Linked DNA regions of Pan troglodytes: region 2 is linked to region 1. The links are chromatin contacts, called in public HiChIP or PLAC-seq maps. All regions are on one chromosome and are shown on one strand. The core of a region is the stretch at or near the end of the contact, and the rest is flanking DNA. Distances in the headings are between cores, read along the strand shown. Region 1 holds the start of CBX6 (chromobox 6). Region 2 holds the start of RPL3 (ribosomal protein L3).

What was found. HiChIP or PLAC-seq counts read pairs in DNA pulled down with a chosen protein or histone mark.
Region 2: a contact with region 1 is called in an H3K4me3 HiChIP or PLAC-seq map of stem cell-derived excitatory neurons, with 8 times the contacts expected there. The contact joins the promoter of RPL3 here to the promoter of CBX6 in region 1. A contact is called at or near these places in 2 of 7 Hi-C or Micro-C datasets (induced pluripotent stem cells and stem cell-derived neural progenitor cells) and 1 of 1 datasets of contacts at active chromatin or transcription factors (stem cell-derived excitatory neurons).

The regions. Positions count from the first base shown.
Region 1 is chr23:40,874,876-40,877,640 of NHGRI_mPanTro3-v2.0_pri, reverse strand. It overlaps CBX6 (chromobox 6), which reads left to right and starts at 1,388. Exons shown (of 5, transcript XM_016939189.4): 1 at 1,388-2,435; 2 at 2,612-2,655. The coding sequence starts at 2,367.
Region 2 is chr23:41,315,745-41,318,509 of NHGRI_mPanTro3-v2.0_pri, reverse strand. It overlaps RPL3 (ribosomal protein L3), which reads left to right and starts at 1,394. Exons shown (of 10, transcript NM_001280414.1): 1 at 1,394-1,422; 2 at 2,426-2,618. The coding sequence starts at 1,420. It overlaps LOC112206807 (small nucleolar RNA SNORD43), which reads left to right and starts at 1,906; the gene lies at 1,906-1,969.

The DNA.
Region 1 (2,765 bases), core at 139-2,638:
TTGTTTGAAACCGGGAGGCAGAAGTTGCAGTGAGCCAAGATTGTGCCACTGCACTCCCACCTGGGTGACTGAGCAAGACTCCATCTCAAAAACAAAAACAAAAGAAAGAAAGAAGCAGGAAGTGAGCAAAGGGATCGTGGAAACAGAGATTTGAGTGATGAAGCCATGAGCCAAGAAATGCCAGCAACATTTGGAAGCTGGATGAGGCACGGAACAGATACTCTCCTTGACCCTCCAAAAAGGGACCAGCCCTGAGGATACCTTCACTTGGGCCCAGTAACACTGATTTGGGACTTCCCGCCTCCAGAGTCATCAGATAACAAATTTGAGTCATTTTAAGCCACTGAGCTTGTGTTAATTTGTGAGAGCAGCAACACGAAACTCCTACACCTTTATTCTAGCATTAGTCACACTGTGTGACAGGTGCCTTTCTCACCCCACTGACAGCTCCTCAGCCTGGGGCACCTTTGTTTCCTGATGGTTTCACACAAAGCCTGGTGCTTCACAAGGGCTCACAAACACTGCTGAATGAATCAACAAGTGGACTCACCTGCTTCATCCCCCACCTGTCTCCGTCAGCCTGAACACACACACACTGTCATACCCACTCCTCTCACCTGCTCACCCACCACCACCCACGTCTCCCAGGAGGACATTTCTATTTTTACCACAGCAGCTCACCTTGGGCTGGCCAGCAAATAGCTGTTTCCCTGGAACATACTGAATTTAAGTGAGGAGAGGGATTTCTCTCAAGGTAATAATTGGACAAATCTGCTGGGAGAAAAAGACTAACATTTTGCTATGGTGGATTTGAAACCCAAGAATTGGCATTGTAGCACAGAAACGTAAAAATATTTCCTAATGAGCCATTGATGTTCGCAAGACACAACCCTGACTCTTCACAATCCCCCTTCCTCCCCACCCCATCTCAGCCCCAAGGTGGTCACCGGAAGGATGGTGAAATCTGTATTTAATGACACTGAAAGATGTCCACTTTATAGCATTAAGGGAGAAAAGCAGATTCCAGAACAGTGTGAATAGCGTGATCCCATTTTGTTAAAAAATTAAATCTACAGACAATGTGTATGTATATACATACATACATAGGTGTACGTGAGTTTATGTACGCATAGAGCAGAGGCTGGAAGATTGGTGAAGATGTTAACAATGGTTTTATGGGGGTTATGGACAGTTGTTTTATCTGTATTTTTAAAATTGTTTTACAAAGAACAAGACTACTAACATAATGGGAAATAAAGTTCAAGTAATTTCAACATTTAAAAAGTGGAGCGTTTTGCGCGGCAGGGCTATTTTTTGTGTGTCCGTTCCTGGACAGCCCCAGCTCGATCCCCCGCCCCTCCTCAAGTGGGAAGCTGGGATCTGGGCTCCCCAGAGCAATGGCGGAAGCTTCGCGCAGCTGCGGGCGGGGAGAGGGACGCGGCCAGGTCGGGGGGCCGGGAGGGGTGCTGGGAATCGGAAAACACAGATATGACCGCGAAGGCGGTTTCTGCCGAATGACCAGATGATGACCCGCTGTGGGCCCAAGGCGGGGTGCGGGGAGCCCGTTCCTGCCCGCGGTCGCTCTCCCTCCCCCACTGCCACACCGGCCCCGCCGAGTCCTCCCCGGTCTCCTGGGCGAGGACAGGTGCCGCCCGAGACCCCGGCCGCAGACAGATGCCCACGGTCACTCCGGCCTTCCTCGGCCCCATTCGCCGCACACCCCCTTCCTGCGGTGGCGTTTTTGTTTTAACTCTTCTGAACTGGTTACAAAACCACACTCCCACGAATACATAAATAATGGGTGGGGGGCGATGTTTTAAAGAAATTCCCGCAAGGCCTGGCAAGGCAACAGCAACTGCATTTCTGCTGCATCATATTTAACTGTTTGCAGGCTGCTGCGGGAGATGCGCGGTGGCGGCGAGACTCGGGCTCCACAGCCCTTCTCCGCCCGGGGCCTGGCGAGACTCGCGTGGGGATTAAGAGGCAAGGAGAGGGTGTCAGCGATCGGGCGCCGGCAAGATGTGACGGGGGGTGATAAGCGTAAGGCCGCAGCGTGCCCACAAGCCGGGCACCCATCGGGTCGGCCGGCAATTGCTCCCTCCGCCCGCGCGGCCCCTTTAAGAGCCAGCGCGCGCCCCCGCCCCGCGAGCGCCGACTTTCCCTAGCAACCGCCCCGGGGGAGGGGGAGGTCGTGGTAACCGCGCGCCAGACGCGAGGATCACGTGACGGCCCGCAGCTGGAACGCGAGCGCGCGCCCCGCCGCGCTCCCGCCCGCCGGGGCCTGGGCGCTGCGGCGCGTGCGCGAGCGGTGCCGCACCGGCCGCGGGCGCAGGGAGTATTATGGGCTGTGGGTGCCGCTGAGCAAGATGGAGCTGTCTGCAGTGGGCGAGCGGGTCTTCGCGGCCGAATCCATCATCAAACGGCGGATCCGAAAGGTGAGCCGCCGCCCGGGGCGGGCCGCCGCTGTCCGCAGCCGGGGCCGGGGCCGGGGGCCCTCGGGGCGAAGCGGTCCCGCTAGCCCGGCTCCCTCGCCCAGCCCCGCGCCGCCGCCTCCTCGCGTCCCCGCATCCTCCCCACCCCCACTCCCGTTTTTCTCCCCTCTGTTTTTCAGGGACGCATCGAGTACCTGGTGAAATGGAAGGGGTGGGCGATCAAGTGAGTGTCGCGGGGTCCGGGGGCGTCGCGGGAGGGGAGGCAGCGGGCACCGGGGCCTGGGGTGGGGGTGCGCGCTCTTGCTCTCGCCGCGTGCCTGTCCCTCTCTGGTC
Region 2 (2,765 bases), core at 145-2,644, 440 kb before region 1:
GCACACCATCGTGCCCCGCTAATTTTTGTATTTTTAATAGAGACGGGGTTTCGCCATGTTGCCCAGGCTGGTTTCGAACTCCTGACCTCAGGTGATCCGCCCGCCTCGGTCTCCCAAAGTGTTGGGATTACAGGCGTGAGCCACCGCGCCTGGCCGAGAGAATGCTTTTCAAACGACGGTGGGAGCAAAGGCCAGGCCCAGAATTAAAGAAGATGACAGGGTGGGACAGAGGAAGCAGGTGATATGAGAGCGTGTGCTCTGGCGCAGCCATGAGGCTGAAGTAGACGGTTAGGGGAGCGTCTTTGGCGGCCGCTGAAGTTGATGCTTAATTCCGAGGAAACAACGAGGCGGCCATGGAAAGTAACGAGATACTTGATTCTTAGAAAGATTTGTAGGGGGCCAGGCGCGGTGGCTCACACCTGTAATCCCAGCACTTTGGGAGGCCAAGGCGGGCGGATCAAGAGATCAGGAGTTCAAGACCAGCCTGGCCAACATGGTGAAACACCGTCTCTACTAAAAATACAAAAAAAAAAAAAAAATTAGCCAGGCATGGTGGCGCATTCCTGTAATCCCAGCTACTCGGGAGGCTGAGGCAGGAGAACTGCTTGAACTGGGAACCGGGAGGCGGAGCTTGCAGTGAGCTGAGATCGCGCCACTGCGACAGAGCGAGACTCCGTCTCAAAAAAGAGATTTGTAAGGGACGAGCCTGGAAGCAGGGAATCAGTCAGGATCCGAGTCACCCTGGAGCCCAGGCAGAGATCAGCGAAAGCCCTCGCTGATGCAGAGGTCTGGAAGGCGTGGGGCTCCGGGAGGCTGAGCAGCTGGACTCCGCATGACCAGAGGTCGTGAGGCCGTTCCGCAGGCTTGGGACGCTCCTGACCCTCAGAATCAAGCGCGAGCCACTGCATTAGCATGGGAGAAATGGCAGAGATAGGGCTTGAGGGAGGGATGCCCGAGATTAAAGGTATTAAAGGTAAATTGGTGTCGCGGCAAAACCAGCGTGGGAGCCAGGAAACGAGAGTTTCAGTCTTTCTTCGCTAATTCCAGAGATAGCTGCATATCACAGGAGGAGAAGCGACGCAGCCATTTTTCTTCGTTATTATCAAATTTGGCTGCTGCCGGACGCCGTAGATTTGTGGCTCACCAACCCTTAGCCCACCTCTCCGTGGCTTTTCACTAAGTTTGAACCCGACCCCTCGCCGTAGAGTGTGTAATTTCTGTCTCCGAAGCTGACGTCAACTTCTGAACGAAAGCTAGGAGCGGAAGAGCATGCGTGGAAATGGCGCTCGGTACGTGCCCCCGACCTGACGTCTGCCGCGGGGGCGCGCTCGCACGCCGGAAGGGGGCGGGGCCAGATTTGGCTTTATATAGCGGACCCGTAAGGCCGACCGGCCTCTACCGGCGGGATTTGATGGCGTGATGGTATGTGTTGTAATGGCGGCCTTTTCATTGTCACCGGCGTCGGCACGGCTGAATCCGCGACGCATCGCCGCCATCCCGTCTTGGCCGGCGCCGGGGGTTTGCTCTAGGGGCACAGGCGACCCAGCGGGGACTTCAGTCTGGCCTATTTTCTGGAAAGTCGAGAGGCTTGTGGAGAAGAGCGCTTGGAGGACTGGCTTTGGGCCTGCAGGTCGGCCAGAGAGAGGCCGTAAGGGTGGGAGCAGGCTTGGAGGCCCGGCATTTTTAAAGCCATGAGTCATTTCTAAGTTTCGACCTCACCAATTGTATCATTAGTTGGGATTAGGGCCGTAAGCTGCTTGTCTGGGTAGAAGGACCTTGGGTGGAGGTTCTCGGCGCCGTTCTCATTGGGAGGTAAAGAAGCTTGGGGGAGGGGAGTGCTGTGGAGTCCTCCTGAATATCTGGGACCGCTGGTGCACTCCGAAGGCCTCTGGAGCTCGCAGAAACCACAGATGATGAACTTATTGACGGGCGGACAGAAACTGTGTGCTGATTGTCACGTTCTGATTTGGCTCTGCCGAGTTCTTTGGCCTGCGTGTATCAGTGTAATTAGTGTCCGGGCGCCGGAGGCAGCCTATAGCGTAGCATTGCTAGCTGCTACCCAGCGTTTGTCCCGGGAGTCCCTTTCTTTAGCGGTCAAAACCTTGCTAATTGGCACATAAAGCTGCCTGTTGAGCAGTTTTTAGTGCCACTAGTTAGTGTATTTTTGTGTGGTTAGAGAAAAAAATGGCTCGTTTTCTTACAGGTTGAGAAGATTTGAAATAAGATTCAGCTTAAATTTTGTCGAATACAAAAGCATTCTTGACACGTGCGAGCCTGGAAGAGATAATGACCTTTTTATTCGGCTTGCTGGGTGTCTGGTCAGGATTCTTCAGTATTGCTGAGATTTGGAACTTACGCAGCTGGGAACTAGAGAAGGGGGCACTGCTTTGGTTTGGGTGCTGACGGTGATTTTTTTCCCACCTAGTCTCACAGAAAGTTCTCCGCTCCCAGACATGGGTCCCTCGGCTTCCTGCCTCGGAAGCGCAGCAGCAGGCATCGTGGGAAGGTGAAGAGCTTCCCTAAGGATGACCCGTCCAAGCCGGTCCACCTCACAGCCTTCCTGGGATACAAGGCTGGCATGACTCACATCGTGCGGGAAGTCGACAGGCCAGGATCCAGTATGTACAGGCATCCTAAAAGTTGGGGGAATAGGAGTGGAGGGGGAGGGAAATTGTAGAGATGGAGTCAAGCTGTTAGCAGAGGGCAGACTTTTTTTTAAGCAGGAGTTACACGTTGTCAGAACTGCTGCGACAGCAGAATGGGAA